Linked DNA regions of Macaca mulatta: region 1 is linked to region 2. A link is a contact called in public Hi-C data. All regions are on one chromosome and are shown on one strand. Each heading gives the region's core, a stretch centred on a gene start, on an enhancer-like site or on the middle of the called end of the contact. The rest is flanking DNA. Distances are from core to core; before and after follow the strand shown.

Region 1 (6,595 bases), core at 3,859-6,358, 490 kb before region 2:
TCCACCTCCACAGCAGCAGTAGATTCTCAGAAGAGCAAGAACTGTAGATTGCTTGCTCCCTTTGTGAATCTAACTAATTAATGCCGGATGACCTGAAGTGGAACAGTTTCATCCCAAAACCACGCCCCCAATTCCATGAAAAAACTGTCTTCCACAAAACCAGTCCCTGGTACCAAAAAGGATCGCGGCTCTAGATTATAGTAATGTTAATTTTTTATTAGTTCTCTAAAAGAGGTATTACCGTGGCTCTCAAAAGGTAAGTATAAAAAGAAACAAACAATTTTGAATCAGTAAAAGAACATGATCAACAGAAAGAAAATAAACAAATTATGCCATATCAGAAGCCAAGGTAAGAGTTTTTCCAAGGCTGTTTGACAAGCCAAATACAGTAACTAGACAAATAGTTATTCCAATGTTACGTGTTTATTTCCACATCACCCCTTCTATCACTCTTGCATTGATACCTTCCCCAAATCTTTCACTCTGGCTCATAAGATACAAAACTGATGCTCTTTCATTTTTACCTTTTTTTTTTGAAACGGAGTCTCGCTCTGTCGCCCGGGCTGGAGTGCAGGGGCGCAATCTCTGCTCACTGCAAGCTCCGCCTCCCGGGTTCACACCACATTCTACTGCCTCAGCCTCCCGAATAGCTGGGACTACACATTTTTATCTTATATTTTCTTCCCATCTGCTAATCTGTCCTCTACTTATCTGTGCTTTCAGTCCACACTGTCATTAACTTACCTAAATGTCTTTTTCCCCCTTCACTACCCCAATTGTGTGCTACTTCCAAGTAATACTTCCTTTAGCTAAATATCTTTCTACTAACCTTTAAATCAGTATGTAATCCAAGTAATACTTCCTTTAGCTAAATTCCCTTCTACTAACTTTTAAATCAGTATGTATTTCCCTGTATATACCTCAAATTCTTAAAGTGTCATGCTCGCTGTCTCTCCACAAAAGTTAAAAGATCTTTTAAGGGAGTAATATTTTATACTTTTTGTATCACTCAGTGCCTCGCTGCTCAATAAAATATTGGTCAGGGATAATAAAACAAGCTAAGGCTAATCTAACACTAGAAAAATGAATATCTATTTTTACCATTAACTCTTCATGATGAAAAGCTTGAGACTCTAAGCAAGTGACATACTAGTCAAATTTTAACCATGAAATTACGAGGTTATGCTCTTTTTCCCAAGTAATAATTCTACGAAGTAAAACATACATATATGACCAAGCATTAACAATCTGTTTCATTTCACTGCAAATCTAAGTATTGTAGACAGCTTCCAAAACACAGTAGGGGGAAAAAAAAAAGGTTATCCTTTTTGGTTCTCTCTTACATCTAAACTCCTACTTGCAATTAAAACTCAAAATGTTTCTTCTTCTATGAAGGATTCCCAGAGGTCCTGAGAAAAACAGGCATTCTTTTTTCTTCACATCTTAATACTTTTAACTATTTACTCCTTTACACAGCTTGAGCTATTATACCTGTATCTAATTTATCTTGGTAATTCCAGGGTTGGCACATAGTAAGCGCTAAATAAAAGTAATCTGAACTAATGAATAACAAATCAGAGACTTAAAAAAAGTTAATGTAGATGGTTTTTTTTTTTTTAGGGGCTTTTTCTTAAACTTTAAGTTCAGGGGGACACGTGCAGTTTGTTATAAAGGTAAACTCATGTCAAGGGGGTTTGTTGTTACCCAGGTATTAAGCCTAGTACCCATTAGCTATTTTTCTTATATTTAAATAATAAATATTTTTCTTATATTTAAGTTAAATATTCTTATATTTAAATACAATACATTTAATACATAAAAACAAAAGCTGTCCTGGTTTGGGAGGGTGGGTTGTCATAGGAAGTCTCAAGGAATCTAGGAAAAAACCCACAGGAATCCAAGGAACAGAGTTTGAAAACCAATTAAAGTTCGTACTTAAAATTCTTAGCATTGAAGCGTTTTTCTTAATTTCTAATATGGTTTTTCCTACTTCAATAAAATGATCGACAAAAGCCTGCACTTAAGAGCCTGATTACTCAAATTACTGAATGATGAATCACTTTATTGATGTTTCTTCACAGTTCTTTTAGAAATTAAATTCCCTTGGTGTACTGTAAATATATATTACAAGTATCTTTTAGAGACATAGACATCACTAAAACAGAACATTGTACAATGCTTCTTCAGCCAATTATATTACTGCACACCTTCTTGGTATGCAAAGAAAAAACTGCGGACCATACAACCCAAATAAATAGTTCTTAAAATAGTATCTGTGGAAACTAGAGTTGTGACAAAACTTATTCTGTAGCTACCAAGAAAATCTCTATTATGCCATTTCATATTTAAGAAGTGATCACTAAAGGCCAACACTCATCTTACATCCTGCTAATGATGGAAAAGTTTAGTAAAGTCTTTATGAGACCTTTTTCTTCAATTAAAAAAGTGAGTTAGAAAACTTATTATAAGCTGTATCGCTACTTCAAATCCAAAAATGGAATGCAAATACAATATTCATTCCTTAAATAATCTTACCTTTCAAGGTCAAAATAACTCTCCAAAAAAATGTGCTAATACGCTTTTCAAACACAAGTAAGAAGGGAAGACGGTTTTCAAAACACTTAAGTATTTTGTGACATAATTAAGGTAATAATTTTGGAACACATTTTAAAAATTGCTAAGGTCGTTTAAATGGGGAGGGGCACTACAAAACTCATAAAGATAACAGAATTCTGCCACAATTCTTACATCAAAGGGTAACCCACTTCACTCCCCAGTACTCTTAATAATTAATGCACAGAGAATGGCAAAATAAGACATGTTGATCTGGGTTTAAAAACGTAGCCTACACAAGACAACCAAATCAATAGTTATTTAATCATCTGTACCGTCTGATTCCACTTTAAGTCAATTAGATCAATAGTGCTATTTCTTGAAAGTTACAAGCATAGGTATGCGCAGCCTTTCACTCCAGTGTGTTTAGTCATAAATTGCTCCAGTATCTTTGCAAGTTTTTGGTGACACATACTTACCACTCTTTGTACTATAGATAAAGGTAATGGAGGTCAATTAGTATACAAAGGATAGATGAAAGCAAAAAATGAGAAAGGAATTTAAAATGAAAGCAAAATCTTACTCAGAAAACTGTCCAGTAGGTTACCTATACGGTTAGTATGGTTATCTACAAACACTGAATAAGAATACCGTTTTATGGTATTAAAGTACAAATAAACTGGAATTAACAGCAAAAGGTTTCATTAACATATTTTTAAACCAAACATTATTCCAAATGTTGCATCTAGATGAAATTTTTGTTAGGAGAACCATTTTAAATGGAAATGTAGAGCAATCTCCCATGAAGTGAACCAGATCCTTCAGGCGGATAAACACCACCTAACACCTAACTGTTCTAACTGAATACTGGTTCTGGACTTAAGAGGAACTGACAAACTCGACCCCCCCCACCACCCGCCACCTGTAGAAGGCAACATAAGCAAGTACTAGTAAATACAGCGAAGCATTTTGCTGTTTTACACCTGAATATTTTTTTTTAAATTCAGTTTCCCACCTATCACAAAGGAAAAAGTAAATGATCGATGAGAATTTAAACTTAAAACGTGAGCACAAACCCATCTATATGCCTATCTTGCTCTGTCTCAAAATATTTGAATTCCCATTTATTAAGCTATGGCCAAATCCGAATTTCTATCACATGGTAGAAGTATAAGCGTCTCCCCTACAACTTTCTCGGGATTTTACTAAATGTCCTAATAACAGTTTGCCCTTACTTCCGTGCACCTTTCAACCTCAGCTACCCCCGTGCCTTCAGCTCTCCTGCATTTCTAATAACGCTGGAGAGGGAGGGTGAGAGGGAGTATTTCTGTGTGGATAAGTGCGCGCGCGCTCCCGCGCGGCTCCCCACCCCCACCCCGATACTTTTCTTTAGTGGAAAGAGAAGAAGAATCTGGAGGTTATTCTAGCGAAAACTCAGTATCAAAGCCTCAACCCAGTCGCAGTCAGCCCATAGGACTCTGGGCTCTGGTTGCGCAGTACAACTTCTCAGATCTTACTCCAAGCTTCAAAGCGGATGGAAAATTGGTGAAGAGAACCCAGGGAGGAGTCGGGGAGATGAGGGAAAGTGAAAGGGCCGATCCCCCTACAAGGCGTTTAAGTTTGCAACCGAGACTGTTTCTGAGAATCTCCACCCGCCCCGTGTACCCCCTTCCAGGTGGAACTCGTTAACAGCAGCAACCCGGCCAACGGACACCGCCACCTCCCCTCCCGATGGACCACCCGAGACCCGAGCAAGTGAGGCGACGGGCGAGAGCGGACGCCTGGCGGGGCCGGCGATCCCCGGCCAGCACCAGGCCTCCGCCGACCCTGGCCCCGTCACCTGTGGAGAAAGCACCCCCTCCCCCGGCCTCTCTGCCCTTCACGCCGACCGTATCCCTAACGCTGCAGCTGCTGCCCGCCCGGCCTGCGAAAACCGAATGCAACGCCAGGCTCCCCTCGGCGGCCGCGGGGCCCCAGCCCCTTCAACTGGTTACAACCGGCAGCGGCGACCGAGCGGGGCAGCTAGCCGCAGGAGGGTCCCCGTCTGGGAGGGGGCAGGCAGGCTCGGAGGAGCGGGAGCCGCAAGGTCCTACCTAACAACGTCGGTCTCCTCGGTCTCCACCTCAACGGCAGCGGCCCCGGCGGTGGCGGCGGCAGCGACATTCCTGGGGAGCGCTCCCGCCGCCGCCACCTCCTCCTCCACTCTCCGCTCGCCTCTCTTCCCCGGCGCGTTCACCGAGCGGCGCGTCCCTTCAGCCACCTCCCCCCGCCCTCCCCGACACACACGCCCCGAAACCCTGAGCCCCACGGCTCCCGCAGCCAGCTCACCCACCCTTCTTCCCTCCCTCCCGCCACCAGCCTTGGCCCCGTCCCTCCCCCCTTCCCCAGCGCCCGCCGCCGCGCCGGGCTCAGTAATGGCGGCCACTCGGGCTCCCTCGCGCTGACGGATTTCTCTCCCTCTCTCCCCGAACTTTACCTCAGCATCTCTCCCGGCGCGCGCAGCCACACACCCGACCGGGGGCGGAGCGGCGGCGCAGCCTGCTCGGGACGCGCGCGCGCGCGCACCCGCGCTGCCGGCCCCACAATCCCCCGCCCCCGCCCCCTCACCTCGCGACACCTCCCGCGCCGCGCGCCCGGCACGGCCCCGCCCCTGCCCTCGTCTCCCGGGAGCCTGGGAAGGCGCGAGCGATCCAGTCGGAGGGAGGGGGCGAGCGCGCGGGACCGCGTCCTCGCTCGCGTCCCCGCTCCCTCCTCCCCTCTGCTTCCCCCTCCTCTCCGCTCCCCCATTGGCTTCTGCCCCTCCCCCTTCTTCCTCCGCCTCTCCCACCATTGGTTCCCTCTCCTACTCCATTCCTTCTCACCTTTTCCCTTTTACCCATTGGCGTGAGTATTTTTCCTCAGCTTCCCTCTTTCTCCGTATTCCGTTCCTCCTCAGTCCCATCCTCCACGCTTTGGAAGCTGCTGCCTTGCTGCCCGGAGCGCCGTCGTCCCCGAACCTCCCCTGCTTTCTCCCTTTCCTTCTGTTCCGGTTTCTGGTCGTAACTCAGGAGCAAACCACCGTACTGCAAAGGAACCAGATATTGTGCTCGCGGTTTCAAACCGGGCATGGGCACCGAATGCTTCTCGATAAATCCCCTTACGGTCTCTGAGCATTAGAGAATGCAAGGGAGGAAAACATGCGCCCAAGCTGGTTCGCAGGAACATGCTCGCGTGTCTCCGCCTGTGTGCGCGGCCAGTTTTCTGGCTGAGGATCGCTTGCCAACTACAGACATCACCCGCCCAGGACCCGGTGCCACACTCACCCAGAAGACGAAACTCCACAGGAGCGAGAAAAGGAGTCCATTTCTCCGCCGGCACCACGCGGGGATGCAGGCCCCTGATTCAGTACGTTCTGTGGAAGTGGAGCGAGAAGCCAAGACTTGGGGCGGGTCTCAGGGTGGCCCAAAAGACCCTGTTCACGCCACTACCAGCCTAACTTTAGGAACTGTCGGCCACCTGGCTTTTATTATACCGCCTTAAACATACTTTGAGACTCTAGAAATTTCACAAGTCTCGAGATAGAGCACACTGGGCTTTGGGTGTGTTTCTCATGAGGGCACTGGCGCTGAATGGTGCAGTGAGAAAGGACGGTCGAAACCACTGCCTTTGCTTTTACCATTGAAGAAACTGAGGTCCTGTGACTTTCCCGAGGTCATCGGAATCTGCCTTACACAGGAGACTTAAAATAGTTGCCAGCAGATAAAAGAATGAGCAAAACCACATCTACTCCAATTTGTTAAGTCTAAAAGAAAGTAATTGAGGGGGGATTCCTCTTTGGGGAAAGATTTATTTCCTGCATTGAAAATAGTTTATTGTTAGTAAACATATAAAAAGTATTTTAAATTCAAGTTATTCTTTATTTTTTACGTTACATAAGGTAATGAAGTTAGCCAAGGTTGCTTTTTAGTGTTATAATGATGCAGCTGCTGCCAACCAGAAGTACATTTACGGTCTGTCAGTAAAGAAAACAAAAACTGCCTGTTGGTAAAAATCTGTTAGAAAA
Region 2 (6,268 bases), core at 2,002-4,501:
GAAAAATTATCCTTTTATTTTTAACAATGTACACAATCTCATTGCCTTACATTTATGATTAGTATACTCTGTCCCCCAGGTTGGAGTTGGGACCACAGGTGCACACCACCACACCCAGCTAATTTTTCTTTTGTACAGACAGGGTCTTGCCATGTTGCCCAGACTGGTCTCGAACTCCCCAGCTCAAGCAATCCTCCCACCTCAGCCTCCCAAAGTGCTGGCATTACAAGCATAAGCCACCACATCCTGCCCCTACTGCCTTTTAAAAATAAATGCTGGTATTACAGGAGTTCCAAGTATCTAATTCATAAATACTCATGTATATGAAAGGCTGGACTACTGTGCACAGAGGGAAGGGAAAAGTGTAAAACGTAAGAGAGTAAAATGTGTTCCCAAACTGCTTATGCCAATGAATCCCAGATGAATCCCATAAAGAAAGAAAGCAGTAGTCCCAAAACCAGCTTTAGCCCAGCAATAGGAATATGCTACATCTGAGAAGAGAATTCCAAAAGTAACACAATTCAAAAACTGATCAACAAATAGGCCCTCATAATGTGAATCACATTTCCCTACAGAACAACGGTATAAACCATGTCAGGGTTATTTTCTTCAAACTAGTTAAGAGCATAAGTTTTTCAGGCAGACCTGGTTCAAATCCCAGCTCTGCCACCTTCTATTGTGTACTATTGAGTAGGTTATTTTACCCATAAGTCTGTTTTCTCTTCTATAAAATGAAAACCATGCCTACTTCATAACTGTGATCCGGATTAAATGAAATATTGTACGTAAAATACTTAGCCTAGGGTATAGACTTGATAAATTCATTTTTATAAGTTATAAAATTCCGAATTTCAGGTACAAGATAGGTTACACATAATCCAACTTTAAGGCAGAAACTTTCAGAGGCTAATTCATTTTAGAGTTAGGTTCTTCCTACATTTAAACAACAGAATCACTGAGCATATTTGTATTAGTCAAATGTCATCATTCTAATCTGAAACAGCTCTAGCATGTATATTCAAATGGGAAGTATTTTGAAGTAGTTTGAGGCAGGAATAAATACATATAAGTAAAGGAAATATATTAATAATACCAATAGAGTTACATAAAAATAATCTATTTTTAAGATTTAGATATGTTCACTGAGCTGTTACGAAAAAGTATGGGCCAGCTGTTCGGGACAGATGGCATAATGTTAACAGAAAAAAGTGAGAAAGGGACATTTACTGAAGCACCCACTAAGTGTTACATGTACACTTTCTCATACATTTTCCTGTTTAAATGCTTTCACATTTCATGGCAACAGATCATCTTCCAACTAAAAATAATAAACAATCTTAAACAAGTGCCAGCCTACAGACCCAACAAATTACAAAACCCAAAGAACTTATGGCTACAATCATGAAAACACCTTCCATCCTTATCCAGTTCAAGTAATCACAGAGCATGTAAAAGGATTCAAACCACTGAAAACTGGAAAGTGTACTCCAAATTTTCAAGAAACTGGAATACGTAGGTTCTAGAACCAAAAACTAAGAGCTTCTAAATTTTAAAAGCAACTAGATCAATTGTAAATCTTTAGGAAAGAAAGGAAAAATGTGCAGGATAGCACATGAATTCATTAAGAACAGATTATTAATCTTTTTTTAACAATATGGTGTCTATCAAATAGTAATGGATTAGGGATCTACCACAAATACAACATTTGGTAAATCTTAACTTTTTCAAAACATCTGACAAATTCTTCCACAATTCCCTTCTGATAAAAATGGGGAAAAAATGAGCTAATAGGCCAGGCGAGGTGGTTCACACCTGTAATCCCAGCACTTTGGGAGGCTGACACGGGCGGATCACGAGGTCAGGAGATGGAGACCATCCTGGGTAACACGGTGAAACTCTGTCTCTACTAAAAACACAAAAAAATTAGCCGGGCATGGTGGCGGGCGCCTGTAGTCCCAGCTACTTGGGAGGCTGAGGCAGGAGAATGGAGTGAACCCGGGAGGCGGAGCTTGCAGCGAGCAGAGATTGCGCCACTGCACTCCAACCTGGGTGACAGAGGGAGACTCCATCTCAAAAAAAAAAAAAAAAAAAGTTACTAGATGTTTTAAAAATAACAGCAACCAATTATTGAACACTAGTAAACACTAAGCTAAGTGGTTAGCTTGTGCAATTTGAATAACCATCTTATGAAAGAAGTTATCATCTCCATTTTACAGTTAAGTGAACTGAAGATTTGCTGCACAATCTGGCAACTTTTTCCTGAGTTAAGGGGTAGGAGACCCAGCTAGTACCTAGTTTTGTCTAACTCCAAAATCTAAGCGTCTACCCGCTACCAACTCCTGAAACTAAGGAATCAGATGTTAGGAACTTCACAAATACATTTTTAAAACACAAAACTATAATTTTAATAGTGTGCACCTACCAGTTGGCATAAGTTCTGAATCAGGAATAGAATTAATATCCTATAATACCTGCTGTAGTAGATTTTCCGACTCCACCCTTTCCAGAAGCCACAACTATAACTTGTTTAACACCTTCTATTGGTTTCTGCTTTGGAAGTCCTCGGGACATGATCTGTGTTCTTCTTTGTTTTAGGGTCTCACTCTCGGCGCCAGATAACTTTAAAAAATAATAATAATAATAATAAGCCGTTTTAAATAAGCCATCTCCATCATCACATTGTAAAAGTAAAAACAATCTGGGGTTTGCAATTAAGAGGGCTTTCTTTTCTAATTCTGCTCATCTCCACTTTGGAGACATTTACCTACTTCTACTGATAACAATTGTAAAGACATATGGCTTAAATTGAAATTTTTCTACAAGGATACGCTGAACGTTTAAAAATGCAAAAACGCTGCCTCTTTACGGAGATAAGGCTTCCACGTGTTTTGCTTTTCTTTTATCTATTTACTTAAATAACCCAAAACCAAGAAAGCAATGTAGAATACCACATCTACGTTGTGTTTCAAGTCCCGCCACGCCTCAGCCTGGGTCTGCCTGAAAAGTAGGCACGTTCAGCACATTGGGGGTCTCAGGAACTGAGGCAGCCCTGCAGCCCAGCATCTCTGTCAGCCCGCTTCCCCCTGCCCTGCAGCACCACGGACCTGGCGCCGACAAACCATCGCTCGGCTTCCCCCAAGCGGGGCAGTGGCCCCGCCACCAGCCCGGAGCGACACCCCACCAAAAAGCAGCAGACGCCGCCAAATCCCCATGACTCGGAACGGGGCTGTGATCCCTGCCCGGAAACTGTCGCGGGTGGCGCGGGGTGATGACGTCACGTAGCAACGCTCGGCTTTCTCTTCCTAGCAACCGATCTTGGTTTGTTCGCTCAAGAACCCAATCTGCATCATCTTGTTTATAGCCAGCTACAAATATTTTGCAGCGTTTTACTAAACGTTTGTGAAGTGCTGTCATATACAACATCTCGTATGATCCTTACAGAAGTCCCGAGGTAGGCAGAAGACTTGCTAGTATACTCTTTATGGACAAGAAAACGGAGAAAGTTTAAAGAGACTTGACCCAGCTTAACAAAAGTAGGAAATGGGGGAACTTGAAAATGACTCCAGGATTTCTTATTAAGCAGTATATGGTCATTTAAATACTACCACTGTTAAGGATTTTATCTTTTTATTTTATTTTTTCCTGTGTGATCTACAGTGAGAGTCTGTTTTGCGTTGGTATTCACGGCTTGTGTTGCTGACAGTTCCCTGAAAGAGAGGGCAGGTTGCTTTACTAGACTTGAAAAAGTTTACCTAAATCAGAAAACAAATCTGATGAAGCAAGTTTTGCTCAAGAAGGAACTTGAGTAAGGAAGTGGAATTTATCTTGGTGGAAGAAAGCAAGTATCCCTACATACAATGCAGTTGAGAGAGAAAGCTCAAAAGGTGATGCCCAGACCTAGAAAAAGGATCCTTTGAGGTAAGGGATGGTTTACATTCACATATTCTTCCTAATACTCTCTAGGGTTGATTTTTATTTCTTTCATTTGCTTCTTAGATACGAGATCATTCAGCTTATTTTGCTCTAATCTGATCTTTAATTTCCTTATCTTTAATACAGGCATAATGTATCAACCAGAAAGAACGACTGTGAGGATTAAATGAGATTTACCAGCAAAGTACATTCTATTTAGTAAGCTCTGAAAAGACATTCAGTTCCTTGCTGTTGTCTCCTTCAGTCCATCCAGCAAAATTATTGTTTCAGTCAGCTTTCTTTGTCTTAGAATTTTAGCTTATTTTTATATCACTTTCTAATTATATTATTTTATGATATGTTTTCTCAAATATTAATTTTTATAAACTGAAGGCCAAAAGCATAGAGATAAGGTGAATAGCTGTCAGAATAATCTATTCACTAAACAAGAAATGATGAATATCTATTTCTTTCCAGATAGCTTTGCAAGTTCTTCCAGACTTAAGACTCATTTATTTAACAAATATTCGTTAAGCAATTACTATGTACCAAGTACTACAATAGATTTAAAGTATTCAGCATGGAGACAGACATAATTCCTCCACTAAAGGACTTTACAATCCAGTGCAAAAGACAGAATAAGTTAACAAAAAAAAAATTGCAGTATAGTATGGTAAGTACAGGAGAAAAGCATTGAGTGATACAGGAGAAAGGACAAAGTGATACAAAGACAGGGCACTCGATTCAATCAGGGGAAGCTTCTAAATAAGGTAACATCTAAGCTGAATCCTGAATGTGAATAATGTGTAGAAGTTAGCTGGGAGAATGGCAAGGAGATTGTTGTAAAGAGGTTAGAAATGGACTGCTAAGGCTAGGCATGGTGGCTTATGCCTGTAATTCCAACACTGGGAGGCCGAAGCAAGAGGATTGCTTGAGCCCAGGAGTTCAAGGATGTGATGCAGTGAAGTATGATTGCACCACTGCACTCCAGTGTGGGCAGCAGAGTGGCACCTTGTCAGAAGAAGAAGAAAGAAGGAAGGAGGAAGGAGGAGGAGGAAATAAAAAGGAAAAGAAAGAAGGAAGAAGAAAGAAGAAGAGAGTAGGAGGAAGAAAGATGAAAGAAGAAAGAAGAGAGAGTACAAGAGGAGTAGAAAATGCATTTCTTTTCTGAACTGTTAAGAACTGTAAATGATCTGTGCAACTTAGGACAGAGTGACTGAAAGAGATGAGGATGGAGTGAAGGTTGGTTAGATGCAGGTTGCCTAAATCAAGAAAGGCTGTATATCTTGTAAAGAAATTTGGACTTTATCCTAAGGGAACTATAGAAGCTTTTTTTTTTTTTTTTTGAGACAGAGTCTTGCTTTGTCGCTCAGGCTGGAGTGCAGTGGTGTGATCTTGGTTCACTGCACACTCCGCCTCCCAGGTTCACGCCATTCTCCTGCCTCAGCCTCCTGAGTAGCTGGGACTACAGGCGCCCGCCACCACGCCTGGCTAAATTTTTGTATTTTTAGTAGAGACGGGGTTTCACCATGTTAGCCAGGATGGTCTCCATCTCCTGACCTCGTGATCCGCCCGCCTCGGCCTCCCAAAGTGCTGGGATTACAGGTGTGAGCCACCGCGCCCAGCCCTAATTCTGAACTTTTCATATAAGACTGATATACTCCTACTTGTTTAAGACAATTGTAGAGTCTTCTGCTACTTGCAGCCAAATGTAATCCTAACTAATATAGGCAAGAAATCATGTTTTTATATCACTATATAGGTCTTCCAATCTATTGTCTTTTCCAGAGCTGTCTCTATTCTCCTAAAAGGTCCCAACTTCCAAAATTCAAAACCAAGAAAACAATCTCTTTTCTTTGACATTTTTATTGGGTCAGACATTTTGCTGTGTCAGAAAATGATTCCATATAATTTGTCCAAATGGGGAAGGGCTATGTGAGATACAAGGAATTATAGGGAGAAAATCCTTGACACATATTTAGAAATATATCTCAGCATAGTTACAAATACACAGAAACCCATCCAAATTAGGCTAATACAGTAAATTTATTGGGTATATGTAAGTATATCTTATGGACCTAAGGATAAGAAGTCTGGTTGAACCTCATTATGAACTGGAACCAGGAACTGAAAAGTTATGAACCAGTGCAGCTCTTCTCCCTTTCCTCTGTGGTAACACGATCTCTTATGATCTACTTTCTTCTTCTCTCTTGCATTGGCTTTATCTGTTTCTGTGTGCACATAGTAGAAAACAGTAATTTCAACCTTATTCACTCAAAGACAAACTAAGACTGACTAATATCTGTTACTTTTATTTTCCAAACTTTCTGGAGAAATAATCTGATTGGTCCATTTT

What was found. A called contact is a pair of places that touch in the nucleus more often than the background predicts.
Region 1: a Hi-C map of fetal cortical plate shows a contact between it and region 2, with 1.7 times the contacts expected there. The contact joins the promoter of ARHGAP5 here to the promoter of NUBPL in region 2. A contact is called at or near these places in 2 of 14 Hi-C or Micro-C datasets (fetal cortex germinal zone and fetal cortical plate).

What each region holds. Positions count from the first base shown.
Region 1 is chr7:105,177,996-105,184,590 of T2T-MMU8v2.0, reverse strand. ARHGAP5 (Rho GTPase activating protein 5) reads right to left here and starts at 5,108. Exons shown (of 7, transcript NM_001198663.2): 1 at 5,030-5,108.
Region 2 is chr7:104,690,532-104,696,799 of T2T-MMU8v2.0, reverse strand. NUBPL (NUBP iron-sulfur cluster assembly factor, mitochondrial) reads right to left here and starts at 3,251. Exons shown (of 11, transcript XM_077940878.1): 1 at 3,105-3,251; 2 at 2,472-2,619. The coding sequence starts at 3,212. It overlaps LOC106999390 (a long non-coding RNA gene), which reads left to right and starts at 3,315. Exons shown (of 3, transcript XR_013396160.1): 1 at 3,315-3,451; 2 at 3,658-3,918.